Regions from separate parts of the Ovis aries genome. Here region 1 is linked to region 2. A link is a contact called in public Hi-C data. All regions are on one chromosome and are shown on one strand. The core of a region is the stretch at or near the end of the contact, and the rest is flanking DNA. Distances in the headings are between cores, read along the strand shown.

Region 1 (3,975 bases), core at 527-3,026, 150 kb before region 2:
GCAAAGGGTGGAAAACCAGGCTCCCCTGTCTCTGCCAGGAATGCACAGAGACCTGGAAACTGGCCGGGACAGACAGAGAAACTTGATGGGTCAGTGAGACGCCGCAGAGGCAGCTGCAGCAGGAATCTAGCCAAGAACAAAGACCACAGTGCCACGCTCCCTGATAAACATATGGCTTCAAATTCCCTATTTTTCTTCTTAGAATCTACCCTGTTCATCTGCCCTTTTTAAACTTTGTTTTCAGCACATTGTAAATCTGAAAAAAAAAAAAAAAAAAAACAAAAAAGGTAGTTTGCAATGACTTGGAAAAGCACCAAACCAGTAGTCAGCAGGGTTATTTCCCATGAGTATCTGTGCACATTTAAAACAAATAAAATTATATTACTATTCCTCACACTGAGGAGTAGATTTAAAAACAGGTAGTCTCTGCAGTGTATACACAAGTCAGGTCAAAATACAAGGTTTACGCATGAAACTTACAGAATGTTATAAACCAATGTTGTCCAAATAAACCGAAAATCAGGTGGCCTAGAGATGTGTAGAGAAGTCGTTTTCTGAGCCCCGTCTTTGAAGCAGCACGTGGCTGCATCCTCTCATCTCCAGGAGCAAGTGGCTGAGGTCCTCTCCGCCAAGCAGAGGAGAAGCGACACCGGGGCACCAGAGGCACCAGGCTGTGCCATCAGCGTACCGCCATGGGTGCCCTTGGCAGGGTGGGGTGAGGAGGAGTGGGAAAACCAGGAGCGGGGTGTGGGCAGCAGTAGGTAAGGGGCTGGCAGGCAGTGCAATGGAGATGGTCAGCACCCCCAGGTCAGCTGCATATGACTCTGGAGCCAAAGCAGACAGGGCAGACACTGGCCACACCTCCATGCCAGCCTGAACAAGGCATAGGAACCCACAACAGCTCATCTATGGTGCGTGCTCCCTACGAGGTGCTCTGCAAGGGGACAAGGACACTTAGATGTGGATGGAGAGAACGCCTCCCTCGCAGAAAGAGCCTCTGAGGCACGGTCAGCAGGAGGCGAGGAGGCTGGAGGAGGTACCCCAGTGTAGGTGACACCCTAGTCAAGGCCAGAGGCCAGGGAAAGTGAGTGTCCCAGGCAGGCTGGGACACCCCTGCACAGAACAGGAGGTAGGAGGATCAGAGCGGGACCAGGCTGTGCAGGAGCTCCATGCTGGACAGGAGTCAGCTGCTCTCCAGAGGCTAACCTGGACTGAAGAGGATGTTTAGAGCCAGAAAGGAACAAGATCAGTGTGTCCGATCCAGAACACTTAATTTAGCCCAGGAGCCCTGGGCCGCTCACGCTGTCGGGAATGAGCAGAGGGAATGGCAGGGGCCTGGCCCAACGTGGCCGCTGTGGAAGCGGCTCTTCCATCCTTGCTTATTTCACTTGTAAAAGAAAGCTCCTGCAATAACTATTTCCTTCACTCCAATTTTTCTTCTACCTGTCTGCTTGGGTTAGGCATTACATGGCTTGTAATGAGAACGGCAGAATGCCTTGTTCTTATTATGGTGATCTGAACAACAAATGCAGAATGAAACAACAAAACAGCCCAGACAATGAAAATAATTGTTAACCCATTTTACTAGCTCTGCAGCCAAATTATATTTTTATAGATTACAGTGCCGACAGAGGTAACTGTGCTCATGGGTTCCTTGCTAACAAGGTCACCAGCTTAATTTGAATATTTTCCACAGCAGCTGCCCTCACACCTAAAGAGGGAAGCGGCTCCAACTATGTAGGGCAAGCGGCCGGGAATGCTAATGAGTCTGACAGATTGGTTCAAAATAGAAGCATAAACCTTCAATTCATGAGGACATGACAGTTACGAAACCAAAGCCGAGGAGAAATAATCTGTGTTCAGGAATCCAACCCTGCCGCATTGCTTGAATTTCTGACATAGTTCTTGACCCAGGCTTGGCAAAATGCATGCACTGTAAATAGAAGGACAGGGGAAAGGTTACAAGAGACCGTATAATCCCATGACTGTGAGCTCGCTCTTAGAAGAATCAACAAAGAGTATATTGAAGACACTCTTCGTTTCCTTGTCTGTAACAGACTGACTGCAAGAGAACCAATGGCCAGCAATGCCATGCGCTACAGGACAAAGCTGAAATTCAGAATTCACAGTACAAGTGGCGTGAAGTGACAGAGACAATGAAAGTTTAACTTGAGGGTAACAACCAGTCATTGTTTACTCTTTTTTTTTTTTTAAAGTAGAGATGAGGTAAACTTTATTAGCACTTGTAAACAATCAACCTTCATTTTTTTTTAACGTTCCTTCCCCTCTCCTGTGGCTGTAACTTGTAATCCTAGTTACAGGAACTCAGTGCAGGTTAGAAAGCGCAGTCCCTGGGGCTGATGGGCAGGAACGGCCATCCCACCGGCACAGGAAGCACAGGTCCCTGAGGAGGCCCGGTCCAGCAAGAGAGGTCGTGGCGTCGCGGCTTCCAGACTCAACCTTCGAATGGCACCTTGGGGCACGGGGAAAACGCCACCAAACCCTGCAAACGTGCAGCGTGAATGCACGCCTTACACGAAAGCGGGTAACAGAGACTCGCAGAGGGGGGCTCCTGCAAAGTCTGACCCCTTGGGAAATGTTATCCAAAAGCTGATTCTCAAACCAACTCCCTAGCATTCAGAGGAAAAAGGAGTTTAAAGAAGTCACAGAAGTATGTAACAATGCTCTAGGTGACAGGTGCAGGTACAAAAGCCTCAGAGCCAGCCCGGTCCCTGGGTGGGCCATGAGTGGCACCCAGCTTACTGATAAGCACCCTGCTGTCCCCTGGAAGAAGGCAGGCCCTGGAGAAGTCCCGTGTGTCTTTCACAGCCTAGAGGTCTATGACGGGACAAATGGAGTTTATCACTGAAAGACCTCAGGGAAGAATAAAGAGATAAGCTATCCTAGAACACCAGTGATGATTTACCTAATTTGACAGCTTGAAATGTGTCCTAAAGAAAAGGGTAATGTGGCAATCTGGGAGTCGTTTGTGTTTAAGAAAAGCTAGATTATACCATCCAATTGGATTATATGATTTTACTAAGTATTTCAGGACCATCAAAAAGTCTCTTAGAGTTAAAATTTAAGTAAACTTAGCCTAAGTTTTGTACCAGGCTGAATATTTTATTTATAGAGGACTTTTTAAAAAATTGTAAGGCTCTTTTTTTTTTTTTTTTTTCTGATGTGGTACCAAGGGTATGAGGGTAAGGGTAAATGAACATACAGAAATTCTCTAACAATTTGTTTCAGCTTAACATTCAACAAGGGAGAGATTTGTTTCTCTGCAAATTTTAAGAGATTCAAATAGTGTCATTTATGTTCAGCTCAATTAAGCTACTGATCATTCCATTCTTTCAGCAATAAAGTGTCCTCAATCCATTATGACTTCAGAACAATAAAACAGCCTGGCTGTCCAGGCCTTCATCCACACTGTGCATGGTCCACACGAAGATTACTAACATGTGCCTGTAGTTCTCCTTCTAGCGGGAAATGTAAGAGGGCCTGATGATCTAGACTTCTTCCTTAAAGCAGCAAAAAGAGAACGTTAGAGATCTAGCTCACAGTGGAAAAACCAGGAAATCTGTTTTTAAAATTTTTCAAGGACTAAATGAGTGCAAGTCTTAGGACGTTAAGAAAAACAAAATCACACACACCAGGCGCACTGCCCCAGAGCATCCCAGGAGAATTCTTCTATTGCATCTAAGACAGTGACTGTGACCTCTCCCTCACCAAGATCAGCCGTTTCTTCACTGAGATAGCACAGACAAACAGCAGTGTTAGACGAGTAACAACACTTGTACACAGTATCAAGTGCACCATTTAATTCGTCTCCATCCGAGCATCATTTATTCTGGGTTCTTAGCACGTCAGGCACAAGAACAACAAGGGTGAGAAAGGCCCATCAAGTCCGGTCAAGCCAGTTAAAACTACCGTCAAAAGCAGGGAGAGTTCTTTTCTAAGCAGTGCCCATCTAGC
Region 2 (3,807 bases), core at 733-3,232:
CGAATTTAAGTAAGAGTTCTAGATCATATGACATCTTTTTTTTTTTTAGTGCAATTATGTAAAGGGAAGTCAGCACAAGGTTTAGCAACATGAATGTGCAGGAACTCACAGTGACAAAGGGCATTCTAGTTAAATCTGACTTTTATTGAAAATTCTGTGCTTACTGCTCAATCCAGCATGGCTCCTATGAGGACATGCAGTACCCAGACTCCATCTCGTCTTTGTCTCTTACCATTCATAGACATTTAGAGAATTCTCATTAAAATTACTTAGAGTGAAACAGAGAGACCATGTTATAAAATAAATCTGGTTAAATACACTTTGCTGTATTGCCTCATTTATGTGATGCATGGACCTAATTTTCTTCTCTTTGTGTCTTAACTATGTACATTAGGTGATGCTTGCCAATTAATGTAGGATATCACATCCCCGACTGCTTTCTCGAGCTTCTTAAACATTAAAAATAAATACGTGCCATCTGTCTCATTTCTTGAAAGCAATTCAAAATGGTTACTTTTGTTTGCTTAGGATTACAGCACAGTTTATAGCTTCAGTGTTTCTGAATTATAAGAAAGTTCTGTCTCCCTTTCTTAAACGTAACTTCATTTTAAGGTAAATCCATCAGGATGAGTGGAAGGCTCTGGTGAGACAGAAACTAGTGCCAGAGGGTGATTAAACCTTTGGTCTTTGGCATTTGAGAGACGTGGCCTGGATGCCAGGCCTGATGCGTCCTACTGAGCCACCTAGAAAAAGCAGCTTCATCTAGTGGTGCCTCAGTAGTCCTCACCTGTGAAATGGGGATAAAGTCTGCCATGTGAAGTACACTGGGAAATATATATGAAGTCACACACAGACACACATATATAACATATTCCCTCCCCAGTTCGTAGTTAAGACATAACAAATGGTAGATACTATCGCTTTCATCATCACCCAGTTTGACGAGGGGAATATTTCAAGTTGGGAAGGAAAGTTGTTAAAAAAAAAAAAGCCTAGCTTACCACAAGCCACAACTACTGAAGCCTGTGTATCTGAGAGTCTGTGCTCTGTAACAAGAGAAGCCGCCGTAGTGAGGAACTGTGGCACCACAACTAGAAAAAAGCCTTTGCGGTGGTGAAGACCCAGCACAGCCAAAGATAAAAAAATAAAATAATACATAGATGCAATTTTTTAAAACTTAGAGAAAAAAAATAGCTCATGGTGGCATAAGGTTAAAAACTAAGAAGGAAGTTACATAGGAAAGCTACGTTCTTTCTCCACAGCAATTAAAATATAAAAGTAAACAACCTGACTCCATCACCTCCCCCGCCCTCTGGGCACACAGGTCAGCTGGGAACCTGTGCCATGGGATTGGTGAGCTGGGAGAACTTAGAGGCTTTGGGCCTGCCGTGGCTACAATGGCTGTTTTCAAAGAGTTGTTTTTTGTTTTTGTTTTGAATTTTAAAAAATGGTATGTATTATGGCACCAAATGTCTAAATAACTTAACTGTAATTAAAGGGGCAAAGGGATATTTGAGAACGTTCCCCTTTCCATTCTAAGTCAGAGCAATTTTCTCAACAATACCGTCTACTGTGGCGTGAGAGAACTTTCTAGATCTGAGCGGAGCATTCCGAGGAGGGTGGACGTGTAATTTGAAGTCCACCCTATACTCACAGACCACAGAATTGCAGTGCTCTACAAAACGCTAGATACATGTGACTAAGCCCAAAATATTTCAGCAATAAGAAAGCTGAGGTCCAGTGTGGCTCAGCAAATTGTCCAAAAGCACACAGAACAGATCTTTTCTTTTAGCTAGGTTTCAACACTTTTGTTAAGCAGAGTGAAAATTTTTGTCCTTCTATAAATATCCTTGGTTTACAGCTGATTCCTTGCATGGCAGTTCTCCTAGCAGCCTTATTTGAACATAACTGGGCTGTTCGGCATAGTCCTCGCATGACAAAGTGGTCAAGTCTCGCTAGTAGTCGAGAATGCATTATCAAGCCTTTATTTAGCGCTACAGTCGGGGCAATCCAACTATTAGTCATCCTGACATGTGCTTTGAACACAACACACCCAAGAGTCCTGGCAAAAACTGCATCTGCTTCCTTCACCCTCCCACACCACACTCCTTTCGAATGGCTGATATTTTTACCGCAGTTCTAGAAAGAAAATTACTTAACATTCCTAATCTGGGGACGCACTTCAGCTTCTCCTCCCCAATTATCAAATTAAGAGGCAGCTTGTGTAAACCCTGCTCACGAGGCCAAATGTAGAACCGCTACAGACGCAGGGGGCCCTTCCTGCAACAACTAGAGAACTTCCCTAAACTAAGAACGAGCTTAAGCTCAATCTCTCGGAAATTTCCAGCATCCCACTGCCCCCTCTAGCAGGCACACACCAGTTCCACCCTGTCCCCACTAAGGAGCTTAACATGATCTGAACACAAACTCGTTTGCCACTCATCACACAGCAGGATTATGATCTCATGCTGGGAAATGTTTCTAGAAAACCAAAAGCTACCCTATTTTCAAAAAAAAAAAAATTTGCGTTGAATGAATCCCATCTGCCTAAAGGGAAAACAACAACAACAAAAAAATTGGTCTATCAGGTAAATAATCTTTCACCTCCTGCCCTATTTTGCTGGTCTGACCAGAGAAGGTGATGGTAGGGCAGGAGAGGTAAGGGAGGGTGTCCTGAAGGCCAGAGGGATGGCTCTGGGGCCTGCTGTCCCCACTGTGTCCTTTCCACCCTCTTGGGTGACAACCCAGCCAGGTGTTCAGGCCAGGTTGGGGGTGGCCCCCATCTCTGGAACAGGTGCCGAGGAGCATCTGACCTTGAACAGGTCCCCAGGAACATCGGAAGTGAACAGGAGGTGCTTGTTCCACGTTCCTCGTTCCTCGGAAGCCTCTGCAGTTTATTCCCAGGCTGGAGTGACAAGTGAAAGCACAGCCAGAGTTTCCTCCTGAGCCCCAAAGCCTGGTGGCCAGGCCCTGGAGAACCCAGTGCGCATCAGGGGACCAACCCCAGGCTCCTATTTCCACCTTTGCTGCCAGGACGGTGAGTGGGAGGGAGACAGGCAAGTGGCTGCTGGGGTTGCATAAGGAAGATTTCCCAAGGAGGAGCCCCGTGATTAATCTGGCAGGAATTTGTTTCAACACTCCCTCCCTCCACACCACCCCGCCACACACAAAACAGCCAGACTCAAGATGCTGATAAGAATTCTTTTATGTTATTCCAATAAAAAATACATTCATACAGAAATATAACAATCTTGCAAAAAACAATTTCAAATAAAATCTTGTAAAACAAAATTTTACAAAAATCTTACAAAGATTTTTTTTCAGATAACAGGGTGCTTCAAAATAAAAAGAAAGAAATTTCACTAATAGAAATTTTTTTTTAATGTCAAGCAAAAAGTTTCTGCTTGATTGAGGCTCAGTTATCACCTGAACAGAATTGTAATTCTTTATGTACTTGCTTATTATGAAAATTACAGGCATTGACATACATGGCACCCAGCCCCACCCAATCAAACCACTCCACGGTGTTTCATAAGTGAGACAAGCCAGTGCAAGTTTTTTATTTTTTGTCTTTTGTTTACCTTCTTGCTTAATGGAACTGTTATGGCTAAGCACACAGCAGGGCCAAAAAAGGAGTTTTTTTTTTTTTCCTCCAAAATCCAGCAAATCAAGTGTCTGGATTTGGAACTGCCAAAAGAAAAAAGTGCATTTTCCCCCTCAGCAAAATAATTTCTTTAGGTAAGTGTATCCATCAGCCCAGATTAAAAAAACAAAACAAACAAACCAGTTATATGAGCTTTTACCATT

What was found. Hi-C and Micro-C count contacts between places; a contact is called where the count stands out from the background.
Region 1: a Hi-C map of tail adipose tissue shows a contact between it and region 2, with 4 times the contacts expected there. The contact joins two enhancer-like sites. A contact is called at or near these places in 2 of 16 Hi-C or Micro-C datasets (muscle and tail adipose tissue).

What each region holds. Positions count from the first base shown.
Region 1 is chr13:44,341,297-44,345,271 of ARS-UI_Ramb_v3.0, reverse strand. No RefSeq gene overlaps it. Among named protein-coding and RNA genes, the nearest start is that of KLF6, 160 kb to the right of the region's middle. Within about 2 kb of position 1,776, at least 17 of the 54 cell types and tissues checked have an H3K27ac peak or open chromatin away from gene starts, as enhancers often do. A contact at or near this core is called in tail adipose tissue, where this site is marked.
Region 2 is chr13:44,190,491-44,194,297 of ARS-UI_Ramb_v3.0, reverse strand. It overlaps KLF6 (KLF transcription factor 6), which reads right to left. Exons shown (of 4, transcript XM_012188639.4): 4 at 3,188-3,807. Among named protein-coding and RNA genes, the nearest start is that of KLF6, 10 kb to the right of the region's middle. Within about 2 kb of position 1,982, at least 27 of the 54 cell types and tissues checked have an H3K27ac peak or open chromatin away from gene starts, as enhancers often do. A contact at or near this core is called in tail adipose tissue, where this site is marked.